Regions from separate parts of the Mus musculus genome. Here all the other regions are linked to region 1. A link is a contact called in public Hi-C and HiCAR-type data. All regions are on one chromosome and are shown on one strand. The core of a region is the stretch at or near the end of the contact, and the rest is flanking DNA. Distances in the headings are between cores, read along the strand shown. Region 1 has its middle 140 kb from the start of Gm40217. Region 2 has its middle 100 kb from the start of Gm30266. Region 3 has its middle 84 kb from the start of Gm29922. Region 4 has its middle 67 kb from the start of Gm29922.

Evidence for each region. A called contact is a pair of places that touch in the nucleus more often than the background predicts. HiCAR-type assays count read pairs that join an accessible place to other places.
Region 2: a Hi-C map of uterus shows a contact between it and region 1. The contact joins two enhancer-like sites. A contact is called at or near these places in 1 of 15 datasets of contacts at CTCF or cohesin (the NIH/3T3 cell line), 4 of 484 Hi-C or Micro-C datasets (adipose-derived mesenchymal stem cells and uterus), 3 of 115 datasets of contacts at active chromatin or transcription factors (embryonic stem cells and fibro-adipogenic progenitors) and 1 of 9 other capture datasets (embryonic stem cells).
Region 3: a contact with region 1 is called in a HiCAR-type map of fibro-adipogenic progenitors, with 6 times the contacts expected there. The contact joins two enhancer-like sites. A contact is called at or near these places in 1 of 15 datasets of contacts at CTCF or cohesin (the NIH/3T3 cell line), 4 of 484 Hi-C or Micro-C datasets (adipose-derived mesenchymal stem cells, embryonic fibroblasts and uterus), 2 of 115 datasets of contacts at active chromatin or transcription factors (embryonic stem cells and fibro-adipogenic progenitors) and 1 of 9 other capture datasets (embryonic stem cells).
Region 4: a contact with region 1 is called in a Hi-C map of uterus, with 4 times the contacts expected there. The contact joins two enhancer-like sites. A contact is called at or near these places in 1 of 15 datasets of contacts at CTCF or cohesin (the NIH/3T3 cell line), 3 of 484 Hi-C or Micro-C datasets (all in uterus) and 1 of 115 datasets of contacts at active chromatin or transcription factors (fibro-adipogenic progenitors).

The regions. Positions count from the first base shown.
Region 1 is chr4:105,455,745-105,459,467 of GRCm38.p6, forward strand. No RefSeq gene overlaps it. Among named protein-coding and RNA genes, the nearest start is that of Gm40217, 140 kb to the left of the region's middle. Within about 2 kb of position 1,602, at least 27 of the 459 cell types and tissues checked have an H3K27ac peak or open chromatin away from gene starts, as enhancers often do. A contact at or near this core is called in fibro-adipogenic progenitors and uterus, where this site is marked.
Region 2 is chr4:105,946,550-105,950,272 of GRCm38.p6, forward strand. No RefSeq gene overlaps it. Among named protein-coding and RNA genes, the nearest start is that of Gm30266, 100 kb to the right of the region's middle. Within about 2 kb of position 2,047, at least 6 of the 459 cell types and tissues checked have an H3K27ac peak or open chromatin away from gene starts, as enhancers often do. A contact at or near this core is called in uterus, where this site is marked.
Region 3 is chr4:105,927,895-105,931,617 of GRCm38.p6, forward strand. No RefSeq gene overlaps it. Among named protein-coding and RNA genes, the nearest start is that of Gm29922, 84 kb to the left of the region's middle. Within about 2 kb of position 1,602, at least 12 of the 459 cell types and tissues checked have an H3K27ac peak or open chromatin away from gene starts, as enhancers often do. A contact at or near this core is called in fibro-adipogenic progenitors, where this site is marked.
Region 4 is chr4:105,776,375-105,780,097 of GRCm38.p6, forward strand. No RefSeq gene overlaps it. Among named protein-coding and RNA genes, the nearest start is that of Gm29922, 67 kb to the right of the region's middle. Within about 2 kb of position 1,622, at least 6 of the 459 cell types and tissues checked have an H3K27ac peak or open chromatin away from gene starts, as enhancers often do. A contact at or near this core is called in uterus, where this site is marked.

The sequences.
Region 1 (3,723 bases), core at 352-2,851:
TACTCTTAGAGAGATGCAAAACATATTCATCCCAGATAAAAAAGCCAACTACAGATCAAAGTGTGAATACCACCAAAGTCCGACTTGGTGAACCAATGAGTTTCGTTGAAGTTATTTACAGTGACATAGGTGAGGGGTTACTTACGGGAGCAGAGATGACTCAAAGACAACTGTAACCTGAAAGCCTGCACTTTCTGCTTTTTCTGATTGCTTTGGTCACTTACTACTACTGTAGCTACATTTCTACCAATCCCATATATTTAAAACCCTCAACTAGTGCCCAAGACTTCATCCTCTTCAGATTTGCACCAGGAAGTAATTAAGGTTTCTATCTCTCCCATCGCAGACCATCTTTCCTCCCAGTGTTGCTGGAGGGGCACAGTCTTCCTGAGGTCAGTGCCTCTGACCCCTCACAAAAGCTGGGGATCTGGAGCTCACCACATAGCCTGTAGGCAGCTCAAAAGGCTAGAGAATATCCTTTCCAAGGGACTCAGTTGACCTTAACATCTCTTAGCTTTGCTGGTTTCCACTTTTTCCAAACAGCTTGTCTGGACTCAGAGTCTTCTTTGGAATTTGCCTTTTCTGGGAGTGACTTTCAGCAGGTCGGCTTGTTTATACTTGGGGACCTCATACCAGAGCCTTTAGACCAGATGGTCCTAGGCACCACTGCTACCTTGACCCCTTGTGAGTCTCTTTGAAATTCAGTTTCCTCATTTCTAGAATGAGAATAACCGTAGGGTGTGGGGTAGTTGTACTAGAGGTTGGGGAGATGGTACACCAGGAAAAGCACTAGCTACACGTGACTGAGGAACTAAGTTCTAATTCCCATAAATAAAGCTAGATACTGGGCATGCATACATCCCGTCACAGTGCTCCTGAGGGGAGTTGGGAGGTAGAAACAGGAGAATACACTAAAGTTTATGGACCAGGCAACCTGGTATATCCATCAGGAAACAAACAAACAACAAAACAAAACAAAAAACACCCAAGAGAGAGTCTGTATAAAAAAAAAGTGGAAGATGAGCCTGAGGTTGTCCTATGACGTCCTCATGTACATCATGGTACACATGTGTCCAGATTCATGAACACAAATGCACACATATACTAGGCCACACACATGGATGCACACATGTGCACATATATAAGCAGATAAAAACAAAAAATAAAGTAAGAGTTATGCTTAGCACAAAGGCTGGATAAATGCTTTGTAAAGAAATCAATGTACAGTTTGACTCTGTAGAAAGCTTTGTGGGAAGTGGCGGGATGTGGGAAGGCACTGGGAGTCTTCATGTGTCCCACATCACAGTCATCCCTGTCTCTCGCTTGCTGCTCACGTTCTTTCTGTAGTTTGTATTCACCACGATCCTCCTTCTTGCCATTCGCACTTGAGTTCTGGACCTTTGGCCTTGGTTTTTGACTCCCACTTGCGCTGAGCTCATTCTCTGAGGCTTTTCCTTCTGCTGAATTGGAAAAATCTCTTTTTCCTCTTGCACAACTTCTCTGATTCCGCAGCTGTGACAGCCCACCTGGCAGGGAGCTCCACTGTGGGACACTGACTGAGCTCAGCCAGGAACACCAAGACCTGACTGCCTTGGCCCAGTGAAGAACTCAGCCCTCTGATTATAGGCAATACAAAGAACGGCACTATCTCAAAGCCAACATTTTTCAGGCATTGGACAATTTGATGGTGGAGTTCATTTTCTCCTCCCATCTGGCCTGGCTCATTGTGATCTGTCAAGTAGCCTTGGGGCCAAAAGGACTGCCAGATTGGGTAATTTTCTCGGAGAAGAGCTATAAAGATGAGCGAGTCAAATGTGCTTTCAGCGTGAATCATAAATTGCAGGCACCAAGGCCAATACAAAGCACATGTCCAGCAGTGGGGGTGGGACACAGCAAGACAGAATTAATATTAGGTGTCCTGGGGCCATCACATCTCAGGAGACAATTCTATACCTGTGAAATCTTAGCATTTGTTGTAGGCATTTCAGCTTGTCTTCCAGAATGAATTCACATCACTGATATTTAACATAATAATTTGACATGGCTTTACTACTATGATGGTCCTGGCAGGTTGGCTGGAAACACAGACATATTAAGTGACAATCGCTGTATCTTATGCTAAGGGATCTGGTGAGGGAAGTACATGTTGCATGACAGGTCCTGATCCAGGTGGGGTGGGATTTGAGAAGGTGGAGGTGAGTCACATCGGAAGGAAGCAGTGTCACATGTACTAAAGAACAAGAAGAAACTAGCTAGTAAAATAAAGGAGAAAAATGAGGAAGTCCAGGGGAGGAAATAGTACCTGCAGAAACCTGGGACATGTAAGGAAATGCCATTTCCTAGTGAGACTGAGATACAGGTTAAGACACTGAAGACAAGGGTGAGATGAGCAATTGTAAGCTTTACTTTCCATATCCGTTCTACTCTAGTCCACAGGATGAGCAGGATGGAACATTCTCACACATACTATTGTCTCGCCAGCAAGAACACACGCGTGAGAAACTGGATCCTTCTGCAGCAACTTTATTACACCAGTTTCAACATGAAGAGGAATACCCCAAGCACCAAAAAGGCGCTGCTTATATACACCTTAGTGTGGCGTGTGATTGGCTGCTCTCCCAGAGCCTCATCACCACGCCCCGGGATGGGCAGTGACTTGGCACGAATTTACTCTTGCACCTGCGCACATTACTTGTTTACCAGTTAGGCACAGCGGAGGCTCATGATGGCAATTGCTCACGGCTCTCCACAGAACATGTCAACTGGGAAGTGATTCCTTACACTTCTAAAGGTGAAAATCCCTCAAGTTCTGATGACACTTAGAAACTCAACCATTGGAGATCATATCGCCCTGCTTTGTGGCTCATTCTCTGTGTGGCTCAACAGGTGGACCATCTACCCACAGCCTTCCATCTATCCACTCACACGCAGAACAGCTCTTGGGGACCATTGCAACATGACTTTGAGTCTTAACCTCAAGCCAATAAACCGCACCAGAATTTTTTTTTTTCTTTTTCTTTTTTTGTTTTTCGAGACAGGGTTTCTCTGTATAGCCCTGACTGTCCTGGAACTCACTTTGTAGACCAGGCTGGCCTCGAACTCAGAAATCTGCCTGCCTCTGCCTCCAAAGTGCTGGGATTAAAGGTGGGCGCCACCACTGCCCAGCACATCAGAAATATTTAAAGGAAGCCCATGACTAGCTGAGAAGAATAAGTTGATAGCATTTAAGAATATAGATGGGAAGGGACAGGCTCAGATGCAGAGAAACCTCATGGAAAGCAATTCCCATGGGTCAAGATAAAGACAATGGCCCTTTGAGTTATCGTATCGACAGAGAGATGGACAGGGAGAAAAGTTGTGGAGAGATGACTGAAGCTGAGCCTATACTCAGTTTCACAAGACTGACCTGTTTTGTTGCTGCCTCCTTAATTAGGGCAACGGTCCTAATCAATCACTGACCCTGACCCTGACCCTGCAGGAGATACTCTTGGAGGAGACAGAGATTTGTTGAAGTAAGATTGTTGCTAAAAAACTGGGTGGCGCCGATGTATGCTTTTAATCCCAGCACTCAGGAGGCAAAGGCAGATGGGGCTCTGAATCTGAGGACAGCCTGGTCTACATGATGAGTTATAGGACAGAAAAAAAACTCTCATGAACCTTCCCAAAGATTGTTGGGGAATAAGCTTTGTACTTTTAGGAGATTCTTCCGCATAGCCTAGTTGA
Region 2 (3,723 bases), core at 797-3,296, 490 kb after region 1:
ACTCTGGATGCTTTCCAACACACCCCAAAAGGTAATCCCCAAAATCCTTTCTAAACATCTATATGTGTGTTCACAGGAGGAAGCAACTCTATGGGTGTGTGTATGTGTGTGTGTGTTGTTTGGTTTGCTCCAAGTCCCTATGGCAACCTGCTCAAATCCTCAAGCATGTGCCTATTTTCTTATAAGGAAACAAAACAATTCCATTTGCAATTCACTCATGGGAAGAGACTTTCAAAAATATTATTCATTATGATGTACATATGTGTATCACAGAGAATGGGGGCACATGGGTCAGGATACATGTGTGGAATTCGGAGAACAACTTTGTGCAATTGGTTCTCTCCGTCCACCTTTATGTGGGATATGTGGATTGAACTCTGGCTGCCTGGCTCTGGTGGTAAGTGCATGACCCATCAAACCATCTGGATAGTCTACAAGGTACTTTCTAACTGGCTTATTGAGTAAGTGATCAGAAAAATAAATTATTGTATAATGTAAACAATTTATTCATTTGACATATTCTAACTCAGCCATATCTTCGTCTGCCCTATGACTTGGCGCGTGTGATAATTCCCCAGCTGATAATTCTCTCCCCATGTCATTTCCCAGCTACCCTCTACACATCCTTCAGACCTCAGTATAGCAATATTTTGACTAGGACATCTTCTCTTATCCTCTTCCAGCAGGCTTGCCTTGGTACTTGCTTGGTGGCCCTATCACTTACTATATAAGGCTTTATATCAACTTTAACAGTCTTGTCCACTACCACGTGAGCCCTGGAAAAAGAAGAGCAACCCTGAACCATATGCCAGATCTCTTAGCATAACTTAGGGGCCTTAGTAGGGCTCGAGAAATGGCTCGGTGGCAGAGTATTTGCCTGACATATACAAGGCCCTGGGTTCAAGTTCTAGTACTGAAAAAGAACAACAGAAAAAGATGACAGGCTTCATCAATTCATTCAACAGTTGTTTATAAGGCCACTTCTGTGTGTCTGGTGATGTTCTACTGCAAAGAAAATTCCATGGCTGTGTCCACCCAGAAATGTTCGTCTACAAGTGAGATAACAACAGCACAACAAGGTGCTTGTGTGGATCCCCTGTATCATGGTAATAAAGACAAATTGAAACAGTGAAGGACCATGGCATGATGATCTCTGCCAGGGAGAAACTGTTGAGCAGAAATCTGAAGAGGACAAAACTTTCCTTAAGTGACCCTTCACTCAGTAAGCAAGCACTCTTGGAGGACTTCATACTCCACCATTTTCTTCCCAGTTTAGCAATCTGATGCCTTCCCTGCCCTTCACACATTGGCAAGTATGAGTCCTTCTGCATCTCTAGAGTCCCTGGGCCCTGCTGCAATTGGAACCACTGGGGTTGATCAGCCTCACCCTGGGGTAGACCTCCTACTCTATTGACTCTGACAACCCAAGCCGATCTCTCCCGAGCAAGGGGCACAGGGAGGAATTTTGTTTTGGAATCTGAGTTGGTGTTTAGATTTCAAACTAGGGACCTGCCAGTCTGCAGCCATCTGAGAAGTTGGCTTCCCTTCACTCATAAAGTGTCCTTTATGCCTCAGAGGCAGCATAAAATATCATTCCATCTTTGCCCTGAAATACTCCTGGCTAGAGCATAAAATGGGCCTTTATGGTTGCACATCAAAGCTCATAACTGTATCCTTTCCTGGACCTTTGATATTTTCATATTTGGCCAGCAGAATTATTATCTCTTCAATCCACAGAGCCCTTATTTATTTTGCTGGTAATATCTTTGTTATTGCTTCAATGATGAGAGGGCTGCGCCTGGAGGCGCCCAGCCTTCTAGAAGCTTCAGATTTGGACAGCCTCTAACTTTTATCTCCCAAAGTTAAGGAACTCACTGTTTGCACTTCTTCAGCCCAGGTCTCTTAAGGGAGATGGCAGACAGCATTCCCCCTAGCTAGTACTTCTAATTTATGCATCTCAGGAGCCAGCCAAGTTCCTGCTCTAGGCTTCCATGGGCTATTTGGATCATGGAGATTGGGTGTGACTTGAAAATGGGAGTCAAAACTTCATTATCATCCGGGCTGTGCTGCTCACACTCAAGCCAGAACTGTGGAGTCTGTGCTCCTTTTAAGGTTAGAGTCTTGGAAACTGTCGGAACTTCCTCTTACATTCGCTACTTACTCAGGAATTATTTATTGAGGTTCCATGTTGTGTCAGGCACCAGGAAGGACTCAAGGGACACCAGTCCTGAGACAGTTGGTCTTTTCAAGCTCTTTAGTCTGATTCTTCTTTCTTAGTCTCATTACCCAAATTTATCCTGAGTCCTGTGGATTCTGTGCCAACAGGAATTCTCAGATCTGCCTCAGATCAGGAGCTTGGCATCTCTCAGACAGACTGATCTCTCACAACTATCTCTTTATAGGATTCTCTCCTGCCAATATTCCTGCTCTAACCCTTGTGGAGGTAGCCACCCCATCGGTCTGCAACTCACATCCAACTTGTCTGAGTTCTGCACCCAACCTCTTAAACCCAAAAGCCTTCCTACTCCAGGAGACAGCTACAGAGAAGGGAAGCAGCATGACAGAGAAGAGACAAGGCTGGAAGACAGCAGAAGGCAGAGTTGTAGACTGCGTGCCACACCTACATTAAGGCACCACGTGAGACAGGCCAAGTGCATCTCCAAGCCACCAGCCTCTGAGTTCTGGCTCAGGGTGAATGGCCACTCCTAAACTTCTTGCTCTTGCAGTGATCTCTGGACTGGCCCACACCTCATTTGTTAATTCCTCACTCTGACCATCCTCCACCCCAGCTTCTACTGTGCGTATTAAATTGCTTACTTTAATTTTCACACAACCGTACATGCTCATGCCTTCATGTATATGCTCCTGGTACTATATTTCTCTAAAATTACCCTAATTTCTCACCTAGAAAGTTCTGTTTCATCTTTTAAAACTTATTCTTCGATATTTCCCCTTCTAGAGGCTCTCCTATGACTACCTGGAAAGAATCTATCACTCGCTCCCTGTCTAACCTCTTACCATTTGCACATATTGATTAGTGAGCAGAGAAGATGTATGTAAGTAAATTTCCTGGCCAGTGCTTGTTGGAAGTCTTTTGTATCTCACATTGAACAAGTGCGTCCATGAAACTGTGAAAACCTGACAGGTCAAGTTAGTGCTAGGTAACCTCACACACATCGTAACAAAGTCTTCCAAGAAAAAAAAATGGCCTGAGAGTTATACAACATTATCACACTCAGTATTGAGGTAGGGAAACTGAGGCTCAGAGTGAAGAAGCTATAGCCTAAGCTGTACTTAAGTGAGTTTAAGAACATGCTTTGGCCTCAAGTCTTCTAACACAAGTAGGAGATCAGACTCCCAACAGTGTGACCCTTCTGACTCTGAAGTCAGGTTCCACATACCGTAGAGAGTTCTAGAAGTACTTGTAGTGTTTTGCAGATACACTAATGAGTGGTGAAGTCTATGATGGTTAAAGAAAATGCAATAAATGCATAAAACAAATTAGAAATGTAGAGGCTCCCTTGAGCAGACTCTGCACCACACCAGACATCACTGTGAGAACATGGCTCTGCAATGCAGGTGTCCTAGGTGCTAGCCACAGTCTTGCTGCATGAACTTGAGCAGAGCATTTCTTAGACACTTGAAATGTTCACCTTTAGCAGAGGGTCTAGACTCATTCACAGCTGAGGTCCTTGTCTGACGTTTGTCTCCCTAAGTTCCCTT
Region 3 (3,723 bases), core at 352-2,851, 470 kb after region 1:
AGCGTTTGGATATGCCCAGTATCTCACACAATGGCTGCAAAAGGAGGAGACATATGCCTTTCCCTTAAGACCTCTTCTTGTCCTTCAGTGTGCAAACAGGCACAAAACAGACAACTGCTCTACACAGGCAAAGCTAAGGGATGCCCAACTGTAGGAACCTACACAAGAAAATGCTATCTTCAGCTCAAGTGAGTGAAAAAACCTGGTTGGAGGATAACACATGAATGTCATCTAAAACAAGAGTTTGCTCACGTAGTCTCTAAGAGTCTCTTGGCCCCTCTGTGGACTCCCTGGAACCAGGATACATGGGCTCAAAACATGTCTAGACCAGTCATCAACTGAGGCACAATGGAGAGTTCTCTCATTGATCAAATGTTCTTCAAGGTCTCCATCTGTAAATAGAAGCAATAGTATGATATGCTATACATGCATACTAGATAGTATATTGATACTTAGCTTTAAGTATCAATTTCAGACAATCTATAGTCATCTAAGAAGGAAAATGCCTAGATCAGATTGGCCTGTGGAGAGTTGATTATAACTGGTGAATGGAGCCCACTGTGGGGGGCACCATTCCCCAGGCAGGTGGCCTTGAGCTGTATAAGAAAGAAGCTAGCTAAGCATGATCCTATGAGGAAGCTATGAAACAGTGTTTGTCCATGGTTTCTGCTTTAAGTTCTTACTTTAGTTTCGGTCCTGACTTTCTTCAATGGTGAACTGTAACCTGTAAGATAAAACAAACCCTGCTCTCCTTAAGTTGCTTTTAGCTGGAGTATTTTTATTAAAGTGGAATCAATTTAATTAGGAGACATTCCTTATAGGGTCAATTTGATAATTAAAGTGAACCATTTACTAAAAACCATTCAATAATATTAAATTTGAAGTCATTTTCTTAGGAGAAAAAAATACACTAGGAAAGGTAGCAAGGGGTGATGGTACACTGAATTTACATGCTTTAATTGGTACTTCAGCTAAACAAAAAACTGTTTGACATGGTTTCAAAGGCCCACACAGAAATAAAATTAAGGATGTCCTGTACAATTAATTAGTTAATTAATTAATTGATCAATTAATTGTAGGTGTGGGAACTTTTTTGTCCCTTACAAAAGATCTTCCACAAACACCACTGGATGCTAAAGAGCTACATGCAAATAATCCTAGCCCTGCACTTCTCTTCCTGGCACATGCAATCCCCTGCATCTCTAACAGATCCTAGGAAAGAATAGATTGCTCGCTAGAGGAGCAGGCCACTGGGGTATGATCTGAGTGGTGCTAAGGCAGGCCCACCCAAGTGGTGGAGAAGCTTCAGTGGGACCAAAAATCTTGACAGCACAGGAACCATGGGAGCTGCTGACAGAGAAGGCAGACCTCCTTTGTAAAAAGTGCTCCTAGGAAGCCTGCACAGGCTTACAGAGCAGAAAGCATCTCATTGTTAATTAACACATGTTCCACCCTGGGACTGAGGATGGACCTGCTAAGAGACACTGAGGCAGGAAGGAGAGGGACTGGGGACTCTAGACGGGCCTCAGCACAGGGCTTTACTCTGTGGACCTCAGAGTATAGCTGAGTTTGGGGATGCTCAAGGCTATTTGTGATCTGACTCTTTTCAGATCACCATTTCCAAGTTATGACTAAAGCATTCCTCACTCATTAGCCCATCTATGCCGCTAACAATCCACCCAACTTTCTCGAGCTTTGGATTTCTTCACAAGCCTAGGAGGCCCCTTCTCTCTTCTCCTCCTCATAGGACTCTCCTACTTTCTCAGCAAGACCCTTCTGTCATCCAGGTTCCTCCAAAGACTCATGAGAAGAGCAGTCGGATGCTCCCTCTTCCACACGTCAGCCACCTTGAACTTCCTTCTCAAGCACACAAACAAAAACACCTGGTTGCAACACAGCGCGCCATTGCCAGTGCGGGACTATGAGCTCCTGAGAAGCAGGGTTGCAACACAGCGCGCCATTGCCAGTGCGGGACTATGAGCTCCTGAGAAGCAGGGTTGCAACACAGCGTGCCATTGCCAGTGCGGGACTATGAGCCCCTGAGAAGCAGGCTGGGCCTCAGTGCAGGCTGTGCTGAAGTACAGGAGGCAAGTGCTCAGAGCTCTGAGGCTGCCCCTGCTGCTGTTAGATGGTTCATGTTGGAAGTTTATTCCTGTTTTTACCCAAAATTAGGAGCTTCTAACAGAACCCTGTAGAACAATGTTCATCTCCAGAGAAGCATGCCAACCCTTCAGATCTGCCCAGCCAGGGGCCACGCCCCCATCAGGCTGCTCCCCGCTATGCTCCTTCTCTTCATCCCAGTTAGATTTTGTGAAGCATCGCTCTCATTTCGTGGATTTTGTTGTCGCTGCTAATTTATTTTGTTTTCTGAGAATTTTATACATGAATACTGTACATCAGTTCTATCCCTCCTCCTCCCCGGCCAACTGTGCCTATGCCCCCCCCACCTCATTCTCAAATTATTGGTGTCTTCTTAAACACACACACACACACACACACACACACACACACATTATAAAAGAATTAAAGAAAATGTAAGATGGAATATGACTAGTGCAAGTACTGGTAGATAGTATGCCCTCAAACAAACATTTTCTCACACAGCTAAATCAGTGAATGAATAAATGGGAGATTTGTGTCTCAACACTGCAGTGATCTCTTATCTTAGGTAGGGGTCCATAGGTAGTAAGTCTATGTTAGTATAAGATTAGAACTTCATATATAGTGCTGAACATATAAGACATGTATTACTCTGTCCTCATAGCTCCTGAGAAACTCATTGAACTGAAAATGAAAAAAAAATGTAATAAATAAGAGTGAACTTGCAGGTCCTTAACCAAGTTCATCAGAGTCGAGAAACTGATGGGAACCCGCAGGAATAAGGAAGTGGGTGCTTTGAGTAGGGAAAGCTGAGCCATAACTTGGAAATGATGGTCTGAAAAGGGTCAGATCACAAACAGCATTGAGCGTCCCCAAACTCAGCGATGCCCGGAGGTCCCCAGGGCAGGAGTTGAGGGGAGGACAGGGAATGAGAAATAGAGAGGACAAAGCAAAAGATGGGACACGGGGGTCGCGCAGAAGCTGATGGCTCACGCTAAGCAAGTTTGTTAAGGACAACAGCATCTCATAAACTATTTGCAGGGAGGGAATGGGCAATGATCAGCAGAAAAATGAATCAGCAATTCAAAAAAAGAAAAAAACCCACAAGATACCTCAGACACAACTGCCTTAGGACAGATAGCCACAGCCCCCCATCGGAAAAAGCTAGGTTCACAGGAGTGGAGAATTTATCTTCTTCAATGCCCTGACCCAAGCCCCAGTCCCAACCTTGCCAAGTCTGTTCTGTGCGAGCACACAGAACTGGCATTACATTGTCCTTCTATCAGGGCCTCTGGGAAAGCCTTGGATTGATTGGCTCCCAGCAAGGAGTGTGTGCATGTGTGTTGTGTGTGTGCATGTTTGTTCAGTACACACAGAACCCAGAGCAGGGAGTCTGGTGACCTCCTGTACCACTCTATGTCTTGTTTCTTTGAGACAGGGACTCTTGCTGAGCCTGGAGCTCACAGATTTTTGTGGGAGGTTTTCCTCTGCTGTGCTGGCAGGCAGCACACCACAGAGTTCTTACTAGTGGGACCTCCTCAGTGTTGGGGTTACAGCATTTGTGGGAATGTGCATGGCTTTTACTTAGACTCCGATGTCCAAAGTCTGGTCCTCAGCAAGTGC
Region 4 (3,723 bases), core at 372-2,871, 320 kb after region 1:
TCTCATTTTGTGACACCTAAGTTCAACTGCAAGGGACTATGTCTCATAACCTTCACACCATATTTGAAAATCATATCAAACATTTAGAAATATGTACAACTGAATATGCTCTGAGATAGATGTCTAGTCAACTCACTTGCTGAGAACATATTGCCAAACAGACAACCATGCAAGGGATTCTGGGTATGTTGCCCCTGCAAAACATAGAGCAGTGGCATTATTACTGTAGAGCATGTAAGGCCAGTGCCCAGGCAACGGTCAATGCTTGTTCTCAAATATCAAGATGAGAGCTGACAGACACACACAACTTGGAATCAAGCTAATAGCAAACAAACTCATTTTAGAATTCCTAAGCCTCAGTGAGAATCCAATTAATTTACTCTAATGGGCTCTTAGAGGCCTCAGTTACTTCCCTATTCCTAAAGGCAAAGAATAAAATAAATAGGACGATGCATGTCACTTTTAACATCATCCAATAAAATACCAGGAGAAATATATGTGTAGCTCAGTGAAGTGGTAAATACGGGAGAAGATTTATTTGATGGGCTCGAAGTGCCGTGTATGGATAGAAAAAAAAAATTATAGTTTATTGTGAATGTGGAACTCGGGAGCATAAAACTAGGAAATTTGTTGAGAGAATCATGAACACTAATGACTGAGTGAATGTGGATAGTATCAATGTGTATGTGTTTGTGTGTATGTGTGTGTGTGTCAGAGAGAGAAAGAGAGAGAGAATTTAGCTTCTAGTCTCAAGTCTTCCCCTGTGTTAGCATCCATGATTCACTTAAAACTTCACACTCTTGATTTCTTACTTGTTTGACAAATCACAGGTTCTTCTAACAAATTTGTTAGTAAGTGGGGTCCTCCTGACTGCATATGGAAACAGATTCTAAGATCTGCTAGTCCTTAATGTGTGCTATCACCCAGGGCATTAGTAGGTAGAAGTGCAGTAACCTAAGAGAAAGGGAGAACCGAGGGTGAGTGTCAAGTCTCCAGTGGTTCTGATTTGGGTGAACTGCCAAATCAAAACAGCAGGACAGCAACAGGATAGGTGAGAAGGACGAAGCAACTTTGCAAGGCAGGGGAACCAACCTTCTACCAAGCAAGGTGGAAGTGTGTATAGGATGCTCAAATGCATTTGCACAACTGGGTGGTTCTCTTATTAACAGTTCGGTAGACGCTGGTTTTCACAAAGTATTGTGCAGCATATTTTATCTGCCTCTCCATGCCTAACTGGCTACCAGACTTGTGCCCGGGAAGACAGACTGATAGGCATGGCATTAACACATGTCCCTTGGCTTGTTTTCAGATAGAATTAAAATCAAGAGAAAGTGTTACAAGATATAGAGTGAGAGAAGGAAGGAAACAAGCAAATGAGAAAACAAAGGAACAGACAAAGGTTAGGTGTAAACTTTCCAGTTTCATCCTAACCAGGATGTTATACATTGGCTGCAATCCTTTGAGCAGCAGTCAGGGTTCTGTCTCTGCCTTTGTCTCTGTCTCACACATTCCGGAGACTATGTCCTCATCCTCCATTTTCTGACCCAGGGGTAGTGCTTTGATTTGTATGTGTCCTCCAGTGTTTGTGATCAGGAGCTGTTTTTAAGAGGTTGTTGGGTCATGAAGACCCTGCCCTGCCTTTCATCAGCACTGAATCATCCTTCTTTCCCCCCCGCCTGATGCTCTCTTCCACCTTCTGTCAAGGCTGATGCAACAGAAGGCTCTCGTCACATTGCCAGATGTCACCATGACCTTGGACCTCTAAGTCTCCAGAACCAGGAGTAATAAACCTCCTTTCAGTCCTGTGTATTCCACTGTAGCAGAAGAAAACAGACTTCTGACCGGCAGACATGAACCCCATTGTTTCCATCTTTGGGGTTCTTATTCTAGAGTTTCCTGTGTTTATTAAATCATTCTTACTCATATGCATGTTCCATGCTTTTCCTGCTGGGACACAAAATAGTACAACTGACATTTGTTAAATAATTATTTTATATACCACTCATGATGATTCACACCTTTTATCATAGCACTCAGGAGGCACAGCAGATGAATCTCTGTGAGTTTGAGGCCAACCTGGTCTCCACAGCAAGTTCCTGGTCAGATGGGGATATATAGTGAGACACGCTCTCAAAAAAGAAAAGGTGACCAAAGAGAGAGAGAGAGAGAGAGAGAGAGAGAGAGAGAGAGAGAGAGAGAGAGAGAGGGAGAGAAGGAAAAGAACGGTTACAGATGAGTAACTAGTAAATGGATCTGCTCTTGAGAAAATGAATCTAGTTTGTCTATGTGAGCATCTGAGCATCAGGAAGAGTCATGAGATGCATGAGAAGGTCTCATGGGGCAGTCAGAGGAGAACCCATATCAGATGGGAATGAGAACGCATTTGAGAAGTACATGCACTGGGCAGAGGAAACTCCATGGTGGTATGGATGACGTGGGCAGAGCATGGCGTTCAGTTATTTAGGAATTTTCCCCTCAGTAAAAGTTTTACTACTCCTTAGAATAGATCGAGGATAAGATAAGGAGAGAGCTGAGGGTAAGAATTAAGAGAGTTAAAAATAACCTGCCCACACTTTTTAATTAGCTTCAAAGGAGACATCATTGCCAAACACAATTATGCAGACATTGGAATGTCTGTATCCCTCCCCCTGCTACATTCTCCATGCAATTTACTTGGCTTAGATTTGTTTATTAGCAACTTAAACAATTTCAAGCCAAATAGCTGGCTTCCCCTACAGCAGGCCTGAAGATAACTGCTGGGTGCTGGATGTATATCCAGTAAGATAATCTTGACAAGAAATATTTATCAAAGGTGGGAGGGGAGGGGCGCTTCCTGTTCTGCTCAGACCTGTAGGCCACACCTCTCCAAATGTAATGAGATGTCTGGAATAGTTGAAGTTGGCCTTGCACAGACACTTCTAGCCATTCTTCAAGTGAGCAAGAGAGAAAATCCACCATAGTGGAGTGCAGGGTGGGGACCTTACCAGGAACTGAGACCAATGGCCATGGCTCTATTCCACACACCATCCCTTTGTTTCATTTATAGTATAGCAACTAAGTAGGGGTGGTACTATTATTAATTTTGAAGAAAAAGGAGGAGAAGAAGAAGAGGAAGAGGCAGAAGAGGAGGAAAAGGAAGAGGAGGTGAAGGGCAAGGAGGAAGCAGAAGCGGGAGCCCCATACCACATGAGAAAACTCTGGAGAGAGCGCCTAACAGATATTGTTATATCTTCAATGTGGAAATAGTTTCATGGACATATAAAACCTCAAAATGTATCAATTCGTATGCTGTAAACACGGGAAATTTACTCCATACCAATTATACCTTACTAATCTTATTTAGAACAAGATAAACCTTATACACCTTATGATTGTCTAAAGCCCAGTTTCTCCAGCCCCGAGTCCTCTGGCTTTGCCAGGCATTACTTCTCCTTCTTCAGTACACTGGCTTCACTGCTATTCTTGAGCAGACACAGCCACCTTCACCGCTGCCTTGTACTTTCTGTTTGTCTTCTCCCAAGTGTTTCTTCTACTCCAAACTCTGTCTCCCACGCCGTAGCCAGATCTTACGGAGGCATCTTCTCAGCTGAGGCACTCTCCTCTCAAATGACTGCAGTTTATATCAAGTTGACATAAATCTATCCAGCACAAATAGCTACAGATTTTATGTACAATGGTATATATTCTTGTATTTAATTTTAGAGGATTAGTTTGGCTTTCATG